Regions from separate parts of the Mus musculus genome. Here all the other regions are linked to region 2. A link is a contact called in public Hi-C and HiCAR-type data. All regions are on one chromosome and are shown on one strand. The core of a region is the stretch at or near the end of the contact, and the rest is flanking DNA. Distances in the headings are between cores, read along the strand shown.

Region 1 (3,952 bases), core at 1,060-3,559, 150 kb after region 2:
TCTATTTAAAAAAAACTCCTAGAAGCAATCTCTATTTCAGCAATCTCCTGAGATAGAAATATTAGCTATATTAATCTTCACACCTGCATGATAGAGTGTTACTTTCTCTCCATCTTACAGATAGAGAAACTGAGGCACAGAACAGTGCAGCACATTTCCTGAGGTTGCCAAGGGCTGCTCAGAAGGGCAGGAAGGTGCTGTACTAGTCAGGGTCTCTATTGTGATAGGACACCAGGACCAAGGCAACTTATATAATAGCTAGTACAGATATTCTGCAAGTTAAAGGAATGGGAGGACTTCTTCAAGGGGGGCAACTCTGGTGGGATTTTGTAATGTGGAACAGAGGTCAGACTCACCTTCAAAACAAAAGGAAAGGTTACAGCCAACTGTAGGTTGTGGGATGAGTATTGGGTAAAAAATTATAAAGGGAAATCCAGCTGTGTGGATTAATAGACAAGGTGATCACACAGCTCCTAGGAGTTGTGGGTACTGAGGAATCTCAGCAGATGTGGAAGGTGCTCCGATACTAGGGCAGTGGGGTGTGTCTGTATTGATTTAGAAATAGTTGCTAAAGTCTGACGGTCAGTGTGTGTATGTGGCACAGATTTGATCAAGAAGGAAATCTTTGTCACTTTGAAAACAATGTTCTAGGAAGAAGCTGATGAGTGCTGAAGACAAACTGTCTCCATGGATACACTAGGAGCCTTGGCACAGGGCGTCACGCCAAGAGGCTGAAGACTGAGAAGACATAGGAGAACTGGGGCCTGGGTTCTTTGCCGACACATGAGAGTCCTCCTCCTCCTCTTCCTCCTCCTCCTCCTCATCTTTCTTCTTCTCATCCTCCTCCTAAAAATATATTGTTTGAAGATTTAATATATGAATATAATGTATCTTGAACAAATCCACCCCATACTCCTTTCTCTTCAGCTTTCTGTTTCAACTTCATGTACTATTTTGTAAAACCCACCGACCAGGTCCATTTAATGCTAGGAGAATATGCATGGGTATAGGGGCTGTATCCAAAGAGAACTGACCTCAGACCTTCATGCTATTCTTGCAGGTCCCTGGCTCATCTTTAAGAACCTCTTTTGGGTGAGGACTTCCTTTTTTATTGGATATTTTATTTATTTACATTCCAAATGTTATCCCCTTTCCCTGTTTTCCCTTCAGAAACCCCCTATCCCATTCTCCCTCTCCCTGCTTCTATGAGGATTCTCACCCATCTCCCCACCCACTCCTGTCTCCTCCCTGGCATTCTCCAAAGGGCATCGACCTTTCACAGGACCAAGGGCCGCTCCTCCCGTTGATGTCTGACAAAGTCATCCTCTGCTACATATGTGGCTGGAGCCATGTGGACTCTTTGGTTGGTGGTTTAGTCCCTGGAAGCTCTAGGGGGTGAAGACTCCCTAATTCCACTGGTGATGAGGAGTGTAAGAGAGAGGCCCTAGTTGTTCTGTGTCCCATTCTTTACTGAAAATCCCTGATGTGGATTTCTTTGTAGCTAGATTCTAGAAAGAGTTTCTATCAGCTTCTAAACTATAAGCAATCTGTTTTCTGTCTAAATGTCAAAATTGTAACCTCTGACAGTGAGATTAAAAAGGAAAGAAAAAGAAACATTATTTCTTTAGCCTGGAAAAGCACACTGCTTAGGAAGAGTACAGATCCTGTGCTGTTCACACGTTCCTATAAATTCATATAAAACTTTATCTTGCAGGTGTCATGTGATATCCTGTTCCCTAAGATGCCAATGTCTGATTGGCTTATGTACACCTAAGCAACTTCAGTCTGAACTTGCCTGTGATAAACTTCTCTTGTAATAAGAAGATAGACTTACATACCTAGAGTACCCTATATAGGCATGTAATTTTACCAAGAGTGAGTGGGGTTTTGGGTGTAGGGAGGTGGTGTGGAGGGGTACATCGTGTAAAACCCACATTTACTGGGAAAACAGGAGTATCTTAGGTTGTTTTAAGATCAAACGTTCTAGCTGTGCATCTGGAGGAGAGCTGCTTTGGGAAAGGTTATTTTGGGAAAAGAGGCAGCATGAGTCAGCTGATCTGGAATTTCTGCATTCAGGAGATGGAGGGGGAGAGAAGAAGGGAGGGAAGGGGAGAAGAAGGGAGAGAGGAAGGGAAGGAGGGAGGGAGGGAAGGAGGGAGAGAGAGAGAGAGAGAGAGAGAGAGAGAGAGAGAGAGAGAGAGAGAGAGAGAGAGAGAGAGAGAGAGAGAGATCTCCTTGGCATGGGACTATTTCTGCAAGATGACTGAAGCCCCAGCAGAGGGAAGTCCACACACCGGGAACAGACTGAACCTATGTTTGATGCTGGATCCTGCTGGTGCTGCTGGGCCAGGTGGTATTATTCATTTAGTGCTGTTTTGCACTTTGCAGGAAAAGCACAGCAGGCTTATAACACTTGAGTTTTTAAACATTCAGAAGGCTGTGATGCTATAAATGAGCTTCCCATGTCAGAGATTAAATCAACCAAGATTCCTGCCATGCCAACTTTATTTCTGAAACAACGTGTTTGTAACAGAAATCAAAATACATGCTACTCCTTTCATTCTGACAGGCTAACACAAGCCTTGAGAAGCACACTGCTTAGATACTGAGAGGACATGGAACAGGAGTAGCCCTCTGTGTGGCTTGTTTGCTGGAGAGGCTGCGGACATCCCTGACTTTATCTGGAAGGTTTTCACCTGGACTTGGGCACCAGGTCTTTCTGAGCTACGTATGACTGGGCCTGCATTGGATCCTAGCTCTTGTGCTTTGGAGTATATGTCTTTAAGATGAGTGGTCACAGGTTAACAAACGGTTATGTAGTCGAACATCTATTCCTCCTCTTTTCAGTAAGAGCACCCAAGCTTTCCACCCACTTCTAGTGTGTCAGTCTCCATAGGTCTATGTGAGTAACTGGGTCCGCTGATACTGGAGGTGAGAACAGGCCCAGCCAATCAGAGTCTGTTTCTTTCCTTTGCTATGATACTTGGTTTCAGGTGAGCCAGGCCAGGAAGGGCAAGAACTCTATTTTGGACATTGCTGCATCTATTGGGAAAGAGGAAATCTTGTTTCTTTTTGCTCTAAGCTGATGAGCTTCATGGTTGGCCACCGACTATCTGAGATGGAAGCCAATCACAACAAAGCAGAAAGGAGATACGGAGACATTGTGGGAGCACCTGGTAGAACACTCCTGGGCCTGTTTCCATGGACACGTTTCCTTCTTCCTCGTCTAGAGTAAGCTCTCAGTGTGCCATTTAAAACTGAAGTTGCCCTGCCTCTCTCACACCATCCAGGTGCTTCATTCAGGCAAACTGCTCGGTGACAAAATGTGTTGATGAGTTTATCAACTGGTACTTAGGCTAGTCTTGCTCTAACTTACTGAGACTGACCAGTAAGGCAGCCCAGAACTGAGTAGGACCTAGAGTGAAGCATAGCTATTCAGGACAGACCATTCCCCGGAAAAGTTCTGTGTGGATGCCACAAGTAAGCACCAAGAGTTTCAGCAGCTGGCACCCATGCTGTCTTGGTGGAAGAAGATTTAGAACTCTGTCTCTCAGAAGACACAGTCTCCAAATGGGTGCCCTTATCCTTGGAGGGGTGCCAGCAAGGACTTAGGAGGACCGTTCCCTTTTCTCCTAGAGAGAATCTACATGACCTTCCACACAAAGTTGTCCATGTTAGTCTGAGAGGGCCACAGAATCACTGATACTCGACTACAGCCCCCTGGATGTTCCAGATCAAACACTAAAGGTTTCAACAGGGGATTTCTGGTTTGTATTTCAAAAGACACCCCCCCAACACACACACACACCTTGTGAATGACACATATTTGCTGGTTAAAATTTCTAAGGACTTAGCATGTACCAGAGCCTGTACTTAATAAATATTACATTATATTTTTACAATAACCCTCTGGGGGTAGATGTTGTTGTTATTGTAACTGCAAATAAATAGT
Region 2 (4,571 bases), core at 124-2,623:
AATCATGCAGAAAGTCCGGATGTGTGGAGGACTGGCAGGGTCCAGCTACATCTGTGTGTTCCTGCCAGTGAACAGACCCTTGGGCTGGTGCCCTGGTTACAGACCAGGGGGCTGTCCTTTTGTTCTTGGGTCTGCAGAGCCTCTACTCTCAACAGTTTAGCACCATAGAGCCAACACACTATTGTTTAATCTCACGGATCTCTCCTGACAGGACAATTTGTTCTCTCTTCACCCTGGAGAGATGGGTGAAGGCTAAATGTAAACAGAATCTTCGTCCTACTCAAAACAAAGTCAGAGCTTTGACTTTGAGCTAAAGATGTCACAGGCCACGGAAGGAAGTAAGACTCTGAAAACCACTGAGATTTCTGCCTTACCTTTGTACAGCTGGCCATACTTTTTTCTTTTTTTTTTTAACTTCACTTCTGTCCAGGTGATTTGGAGCCTACAATGACTGGGAGATTTAGGGGTCCCTGGTGCTACACAAATCTAGATGTCTATTGCATTTATGTTTTGTGTATATTGTATGTTGTTACTGTTTATTTGTCTGAGATAAGAGTCCTGCTACGCAGTCCAAGTTGGGCCCCAGACTCACAATCCTCCTGCCTCAGCATCCTTTCCAGCTTCCTTCTGAGCTTCTATGCGTGTAGCACTCTACCTGCATTTTAAAGGCATATTATAGAAATCGTGGCATGTGCACCAGTCAGGATAAACTTGGAAAGGAGATGGTACCTTGATAAAGGTTGTCAGTGTGCATTTTTGCTGTCTGAACTTGTTTTGTTTTAACCAAGGTGGGTGTAGCAGGAAGGGAACTCTGGGAGAATGGTGAAGTACTTCAAGCCAGCAACAGTGAGGAGCTCTAACCACCATATGCTTAAAGGGCACCAGACCTTCAAGAGAAAGTTATATAGAACAGCTGTCTGGAGTTGCTGAGATTATGGGCAGTGGTGGTGGCAGGGGAAAGGGGAGACAGTACCTTCCAAATGTACTGGAAGGATGGAGCCTGGGAATAAACATTTTCCTATACCTCCTCCTCCATCACCAGCCAGTGCCTCCCCTTGGGTAAACCTGACTAGAGGGCAGAAGGCCAAGGGATACATAATAAAGTCCTATAGGTTGGCTCCCCTGGACAAGGAAGAGGGTGGAGACAGATGGAGGGTAGGTTTGGTGAAGCCAGAAAGAGACACTTAAATTCGGGTTCACCTGTGGCTCCAACTTGTCTGTTCTGGTGTAGGCCCTCTGTCCTGCTTCCTTTGTATGCCTTTGTCACCTTTAGATCCAGTCCTGCAAACGGTGCCAGCTCTTCTCAAGGATATGAGCACTCTCAGCGAGTATATTTTTATTGTGAAGACATCTGCACCTTCTTGCCAGCCAAAAACAACATATGGAAGCGTTTCCCACATTTTCACCAGGGGGCACTCACTCCTTTCCCATGGATAGCTAGAAAGGCTTTTTTTTTTTTTTTTTTTTTTTTGCAAGTATTTGCTAGCCAAAATAGAATCCTTTTCTGTGGGCACAGCGACTGTTGGAACAGCTCTGTCCTAAAGTGATTTCTATGTAGCTAAACACTGTTTCTGTTTGAAAGACGACTGGACCCTGGGACGATTTCTTGGTAAATGTTTAGGGCCCAGCTTGCACACTGCCGGGAAAGTGTTTGGGTCTAAATGCTGTCTTATTCTGCCATTAAAATGAACAAAGCCAGAAAGACTTTGAAAAGATAATCGGCATGCCTAATTTGTAGGTGCTTAAAAAAAAAAAAAAAGCAAAAAAACCTAGCTGAAGGCCAACCAATCAAAGCTGGTTTTGAAAAACCTCTCTGTAGGGATTGTCTTGTACCCATCCCCATGATTCATCCTCATGGATAAGTAGAGGGTCCTGGGGGAAAGGTGTTTTCTCAAGTATAAATTCTTCCAAATGGAAAGACATTTGTTTGCTATCATATCAATCTATTAGCTGTGAGAGTGACACATGCTTTGTCAAAGGATCCGTGCAGTCAGCCAAGCAATATAGCTATGTACGAGGAACGGGCAGAGGGAAGGGGGAGGAGGGGCTTGCTTCTGTTAAAAATGAATCATGGATGAGACCGGGTAAAGACAAATATGGATCTCTGATCCCTTTTAAACGAGCATTGTCTTATACCTGCAGGGAAATACAAAGACTTATTCAAATGTACAGAGTGGAGAATGGTGGGAAAATTGGTTTCTCTTATCCTATTGGAGGCTTGGCATGGAAGGTATTTGATCTGTCAAAGAGTCAACCAGTCAGTCAGTCATCAAAGGGTAGATTAAAACTGGCTTGTGCCCATGAGCGGAGTTTGTCCTTAAGTCTGGAGTCTGTATGGTATGATGGAGAAGAACAAAAGTTTTGGCATAAAGTCAATCTGGATTCAAATCTTGGCTCTGTCACTTATCTACAATCTCGGGGAAATTCAGTTAACCTCTTGAGCCTTTCTGACATATAAATGGGGGAAATTATATGATCTACTTAATGGACTCAGGGAAGATTAAGGCAGGAACCCAAGCAAAGTTTCTGTTGCATAACAATGAGTAGTGGTAGGTATCATCATGATCTTAATAACAAATCAACCCCATTCCGAGTACTTACTGTCGTTCTATAACAAGGAAACAATCACATGGGTCGAAGTAATTTATTACTTGGCTTTTTTCCCCCTTCAATTAACTTTAGTAGCCAACTATGGTACTGCTAATTAGTTATTTAAAAAACAACAGCTGTTTGAGTGAGTTTACTGTCATAAAAACACAGGATCTTAGAGCTAGGGAGACTAACAGATTCATTTCATCCAAACCTCTTTTAACATGAAGGGAATCCTTTAAAAAAAATCTTTAAAATAAAGCCAACCTATCTGCATAGCCATAAATAGAAAGTGTGGCCAAGACCCACAGTACCTTCCTGGATGAGGACAAAGCTGTGTTTTACTCGATAGCCCTTCCTCGGAAATCAGTGCTTCCCGACGATCAAGGGGTGTTATCTCTTTATTTTCTGTATTCCAGCTACTGTAAGTTTATTTTCATTACTTCCTGTTGCTTTCTGAAACATGTTAGAGAATCTTCTAATCGAGCTTGCAATGAGAAATTAAAAATAGTATCCAGAGTGGTGGATAGAGTGCAATCCTTATCAAAATACCAAGGGGACTACTTCCAGAAATAAACATGCTAAATGCGCACGTGTATGAACACACACACACACACACACACACACACACACACACACACACACACACACACACATACACACTCCAGTCAACCAAAGCAATACTGAGAAGGAAAAGTGAAATTGGATGCATCCCACTTCCTGACTTAGAATTATATCACCAAGTTATACTACTTAAAATAACACGGTACTTGGTCTACCCAATCTTAAGATACATTCCAGTCCATAGTAATTATTAAAAACATCATGGTTCTACCACAAAAATAGACATGTAAATTAGTGTAATAGAACAGAGGGCGCAGATATAAGTCTACACAGTTATAGTCAGTTGATTTTGTACAAAGACGACAAAAAGTGCACACTGGAGAAAAGACAGCTTCTTTAGCAAGTGACTCTGGGTAAAGTGTATGTGTAGCATGTAGAACAATTAAGCTAGATCCTTATCTCTCACCCTGTACAAAAATCAATTCCAAGTGCATTGAAGACCTTAATGTAAAACCCCAGACGCTGAATACCGGTAGAGGGAAAGGTAAGGACTATGTTACAAGAGGTTGGCATAGGTATGGACTTTCTAAATAGAAACCTGGTTGCCCAGAACATAAGGTCAACAATTGACAATTGGGCTTCATAGATTAAAAAAATACTTCTGTACAGCAAAGGAAACAGTTGTATGAAAAGGTAACCTATGAAGGGGGAGGAAAATCCCAGCCAGTTATATATCTGACAGAGGATTGATGTTTAGAGTATGTAAAAAACCCAGAAAACTAAACCCAAGCAATAAATGCCCAATTAAAACAAAAAACAAAAAACTTTGGAACCAAATACAACGTTCTCAAAAATGGCTGGGAAGTAATTTTAAAAGTGTTCAAAATACCATTATTCATCATGCAAATGCAAATTAAAACTATTTTTGAAAGCACCCCAATTAGAATGGTTATCACTATCATCTTGAAAATAGCTGCCAATAAATTCTAGTATTGATGTGGGAAAAGGGGGGAGTTCTTACACACTTCTGGGGGGACTGTAAACTGCTACAGCCACTGTGGAAATCAGTGTGGACATTGCTCAAAAAGCTATAGAGCGACAATGTGACCCGGCTACATCACTCTTGGGCAGATAGCCAAGGAGTCTGTTCCACTACAGACACACTTTTTTTTATCCATGTTCATTGTTGCATATTCACAATAGCTGGGAGGTTGAATTAGCCTGGATATCAGTCAACTGATTCATCAGTTGAGAAAATGAAATTATATTCAGTTGTAAGAAAATGTAATTATGAAAATTCCAGGTAAATGAGTGGAGTTGCAAAACACACTGAGGTGACCCAGGCCTGGAAAGACACACAGTGCACGTTCTCTCTCGTTCATGGATCCTAGTTTTGAATTTTTACATTTATATGTTAA
Region 3 (4,536 bases), core at 1,685-4,184, 140 kb after region 2:
GGGACAAAAGATGGAGTATGATCTCCTAGAACTGAAGTTACAGACAGTTATGGGTTCCTGTGTGGGTGCTGGGAATGGAGCCTAGGTCCTCTGTAAGAGTAACAAGTGCTTTTAGACACCTCCCATTTTTCTACCCTAATACAGTTCTTGACTCCCTGTCTAGGGAATGGTGCCACCCACAGTGGGCAGATTGTTTGTTTGTTTGTTTTTCATATTAATTAACTTGAGACAATTCTGACAGATATGCCCACCGGTCAACAAAATGTAGACAATTCCTTATTGAAACCCTCTTCTCAGATGATTCTGGGTTGTGTCAAGTTGACAATTGAAACTAACCATCACAGCATACTGTAGGGCGCTTTTGTCAGAGTGTTCTATTGCAGAAACAGGAAGGAAAGTGAAGCAAGTTGCTCAGTATATCTCGACTCCATGTGGTGGCTTCTATTATTATCTTCATTTTTCAACAGGAATCGGAAGCACAAAGGAACAAAGTCCATTGCTGCAAATGGAGGAGCCAGATTAAAACCTAAGATCTCTGTCTCTAGACCTGAACTTTTCATAGCTATAAGTTCTGGCCAGTCCAACCTTTGTGCTATTACATAGCTCAGTATTTGGAGAAACAAGAGTCTGGATCCTCCAGGGAGAAGGAAATTGATAGATATATTACTTCATATAGGCATGCAGTAAAAAAACAAAACAAAACCCTTTTTGAATGCTTACGATGCAATACAGTGTCAGGAGGAGATTAAAATGACAGAATGAGCTGGCGATATGTAAAGCTTTCACATACACACACCCACTCCCCATGCCCTACCTCCCCATCCTACAACTAAGTCTGCGAACTGCTTAGAAACACAGATGATGCCTGGCTAGTAGCTAGTAAGCTGGCACATAATAGTTGTCAAATCAATGAATGGATGAAGGCTGCCTGGTGGGGAGCATGCTGGTTTGCATGTGGTGGTCTGTCTTCAGCAAGAGAGAGGCTGCTATGCCTTGTAGTCACAGTGGGCTCCTGTGCTGCCAGCCCAGTCTTTCTCTTCATGGTGATTTCTTGAAGAGTTCAGCTCCTGAGCTGGAAGGGCAAACCCCAGTTCATGACTCCAGATTCTGCATAAGAATCAGAGACCAGATCAACGCATGAGTGAACATTGGGGTCGGTTCTCTCTTTCATGGAAACAGAGGCCAAGCTGCATCATTAGGTGGAAGGGTAGGTGGCTGAGGGAGAAAAGGTACCAGGCTTAAGGACCAATAGGTGACAATAAAGGTTATAATTGAGTTTGTGACATGTCCAAGCACAAAAGAGACATTATGATAATTAAACAGTGAAATAAACCTGGATGATTGCAGGTAATTTGTAAGGAATGGCCATCCAATTTAAGGGTCAAGTGGGGAATGATTTAATATTAAAGAGAGCACCTCTTTGGTGGTATATGCTCTAGACTCTCTCTAGAAAGACTTAAGATGTGGAAGTTTTAAGTCACCTTTTCACTGGGGCTTCTCACTCTTTATTTAAGGGATTGAAGTAAATGAGAGGACTCCCCACTCCATCTCCCACCCCCACCCCAACCCCAGCCATTTCACCCAGAGCAGGAAGTTTCTTTCAAATAATCCTCACAAGAGGACATCTTGGAAGATCTCCAAGTGCTCTGACCGCCTTAGCTCTGGCGAGCATCAGGACGAACGTTTGCTCAGATCTCTTGTCCTTACGGTTCCCTGTTCTTATTTTATCCTCAGGATGAATCAGATATTCATAGATGACTCAACACAGGCGCTTTGGAAAAGATTCGCAGTCAGCCTTCTCCTTTACCGTCAGGACACCAGAGTCCAAAGGCTTGGTATCCAGGGTATCCAGGCTTCCATAGCCAGCCACACCTGCTGGAATCTTAAGCAGGAAATTAAAAAAAAATTCAACAAAAATAAAGTACCCAAAATTTGCAGTGAGTGATAATTGTAGAAAATATAGCAAAAGCAAGCAAGGGATCTCTTATGTGTATATAGCTAATATAATGATTCAGGTACATGATGCATTCATATATATGCATATGTACAAATCTGCCTGTGCGTGCTTCTTCCTTCTAGCTCAAGCACACCTTTGAATCTGCCATCAAACTCCTTTATCTTCTGTTTGCCATTTGTTCTAGCCCTTCTGCTGTCCTTCTACTCTGGTATAGAAGCTGAAGGACCTGATTCCTAAGTTGATGTGTCTGGTACCGTGTGTCCCATTGAAGCAGTATGCAGTCAGAAAAGACGTTTGTCTTCGAGGTGAACGGAAGGAATGTGGGACACAGATACTAAGTAAGACCCAGATTTCTGACTGGTCAGCAAGGACGTACACACAGCCAGCAGGCAAGAATGGAAACCTGCAACCAACAGCTCTTAGAAGCGCAAGAACTGAGCAACAGGAAGCCTTTGGAGAGGTGGTCTACTGTTACGGAAGATGTCGTGGAAGGCCAGTGCCCTCAGGCCTGCATATGGCTGTCCTTTAGCTTGCACACGATGTTGCCTTCAGATGTCTCACACCTCCACTTTTAAATGTTCATAAAAATGTTTTAGAGCTGATCAATCATGCCTCAAAAGAACCCTGAATTTGTTTAGAAGCAAAATGTAAAACATATTAAATGCAAGAGCCCTGAAGTTCCAGAAGGTGCCCTGTGTCTCTAAAACATAATTCATGTGCCAAGTAAAAAGTACCGTTTGAGAAGTGTCATATAGGGATGCTAAAAAGGCAGCCTGGTCCAAAGCCCATTGTTTTCTAAAGATCTTAAAGTTCCTTTTCAAAAAAAATGATGGAGAATCACCTTCTTTTGTCTTATTGGTAGCCACTTGGGCAGAAGCGTGCCCTGGCCCTTGGAATGGAGGAGAGCTGTGTTTTCTTATGCAAATAGACAGTGCCTCCATCAGCCAATTGCGGGCATCTCATTTGCATAATGACTGGCCTCCTTAAAGCTGGGCAGTTAAACCAGATAGTTTTTGAATTTCTTTTGTGGAATGGCTGCCTCTGTACTTAATGCTGCGAACTGAGGGGAGGTGAGGGAGGGTAGTGACTAAGCAGTCTCTTTAAATACTGCCTCTGTAATCATCTGTGGAATTAAGCTGCAGAAGTGCACTGACTCATTAGAAATGGAATTATGAGAATTTTTATTAACGGCAGCTCCAGACTCAACACAAAATACTCACTAGAGTCATTGTTGTTAGGAAAGGGCATTCTTTTTTTTTTTTTTTTTTTTTTTAAGAAAATAAATATGTATTCACTGTCTGCTTTGGACATATGTGAGGGAGACAAAGCAAGACAAAAGACCAGCTTTTATTTTTAAGGAGGAAAAACAAAATTTTGAAATGTAATTCTGCTCTGACTTCGGAGGGAATTCCGATGCCAGGCATTTTGTGTGTAAAGGGATTATATGTCACCTATGTGAAATGAAGCACGAAACCAACCAAAGAGCTATGAATGTCCTAAGTGCAGAAAATAATATATAATTTATGATACTTTAAATCTCATTAAAAACACTAGCTTTTGGAGCTTCCTAGCAACCAAGCCTCAGGAGTCCCTCTGTAAAGAGGTTGGCTCTCCCTAAGCTCCAGGTCCAAAGCTGTAATAAATGAAGCCCATATGGTGAGAACACGCCGGTTCCCCGTGTGAAAACCATTTGCTCGGGTGTTCTCGATAGCCTCACATGATAGCTTATAATTTGCTAATCCAATATAATAAACATGAAAGCACTTTGTTAAACTAATGTTCAGGGTCTGAATTAAGCCAGTCAAGGCCAGAGAGTTAGAGAAAACATTCAGAGATCCCTAATTGCTGCCTTGACTCTGGAGGGAGCAGAGTGAGTTCCAGCAACAGGGACTGGGGAAGATACCTGCATCTGCCTGTCACTTCACATTCATAACAACCGTGATAGTCAGCAGAGAGTGTTTTTCTGTGCCCATTTGTCAGATGAACATACTGAGGTTCAGGAAGAGAAGTGGCTGCTGTGGAACTTAGTCTGGGTTGGGCGAGGGGTCCTGAAGAACTTCCTTTGTGTCTTGTGCTAATCCCTAATAAGGTTTCTAACATCACTTAAGCACACGGTCAACCGGTCAACCTGACCAATCAAGCAGGGAAGGATATTTGTAGCAGAGTATTTGTTCAGTGTATGCAAGGCTCTGATCTTCATCATTATTGCAACAACAACAATTACAGAAAAGGCCAAGTCAGCAAGTTTTTCTAATAAGCAAAAAATAAACTTTTAAGGCAAAGATACTTTGGGGGTATCTTCTTTACAGTTTTTTTTAATAGTAAAATGACCTTTGTCACTATGAAGCTGACTGTAGCTGCTCTCTTTGTATGCCTTTGCTGTAAGTAAATGTGAATAATCTAGGTTAAATTTAGAAAAACTTAGTGGTCTATAGAAGACTCAATGTCTTCCCACCTTGATTTTTTTTAACAAGCAGAGAAATAAAAACGAGGTTTATTCATCCGGTACAGTAGAGAAAGAAGCTGCCACAGCCAGCGACGCAGGTCTGTGTCTTCCAGGTCAGTAGGCAGGAGGAAGA

The links. A called contact is a pair of places that touch in the nucleus more often than the background predicts. HiCAR-type assays count read pairs that join an accessible place to other places.
Region 1: a contact with region 2 is called in a HiCAR-type map of PVALB interneurons, with 3 times the contacts expected there. The contact joins two enhancer-like sites. A contact is called at or near these places in 4 of 484 Hi-C or Micro-C datasets (cerebral cortex, stem cell-derived neural progenitor cells, stem cell-derived neurons and 1 more) and 5 of 115 datasets of contacts at active chromatin or transcription factors (PVALB interneurons, astrocytes, differentiating embryonic stem cells and 2 more).
Region 3: a Hi-C map of forebrain shows a contact between it and region 2, with 3 times the contacts expected there. The contact joins two enhancer-like sites. A contact is called at or near these places in 5 of 484 Hi-C or Micro-C datasets (cerebral cortex, cortical neurons, forebrain and 2 more) and 3 of 115 datasets of contacts at active chromatin or transcription factors (astrocytes, embryonic basal ganglia and embryonic stem cells).

What each region holds. Positions count from the first base shown.
Region 1 is chr8:90,501,483-90,505,434 of GRCm38.p6, reverse strand. No RefSeq gene overlaps it. Among named protein-coding and RNA genes, the nearest start is that of Gm35797, 12 kb to the right of the region's middle. Within about 2 kb of position 2,309, at least 18 of the 459 cell types and tissues checked have an H3K27ac peak or open chromatin away from gene starts, as enhancers often do. A contact at or near this core is called in PVALB interneurons, where this site is marked.
Region 2 is chr8:90,654,728-90,659,298 of GRCm38.p6, reverse strand. No RefSeq gene overlaps it. Among named protein-coding and RNA genes, the nearest start is that of Gm35850, 84 kb to the left of the region's middle. Within about 2 kb of position 1,373, at least 20 of the 459 cell types and tissues checked have an H3K27ac peak or open chromatin away from gene starts, as enhancers often do. A contact at or near this core is called in PVALB interneurons, forebrain and neural progenitor cells, where this site is marked.
Region 3 is chr8:90,518,804-90,523,339 of GRCm38.p6, reverse strand. It overlaps Gm39220 (a long non-coding RNA gene), which reads left to right. Exons shown (of 3, transcript XR_879076.1): 3 at 2,142-2,517. Among named protein-coding and RNA genes, the nearest start is that of Gm39220, 15 kb to the left of the region's middle. Within about 2 kb of position 2,934, at least 36 of the 459 cell types and tissues checked have an H3K27ac peak or open chromatin away from gene starts, as enhancers often do. A contact at or near this core is called in forebrain and neural progenitor cells, where this site is marked.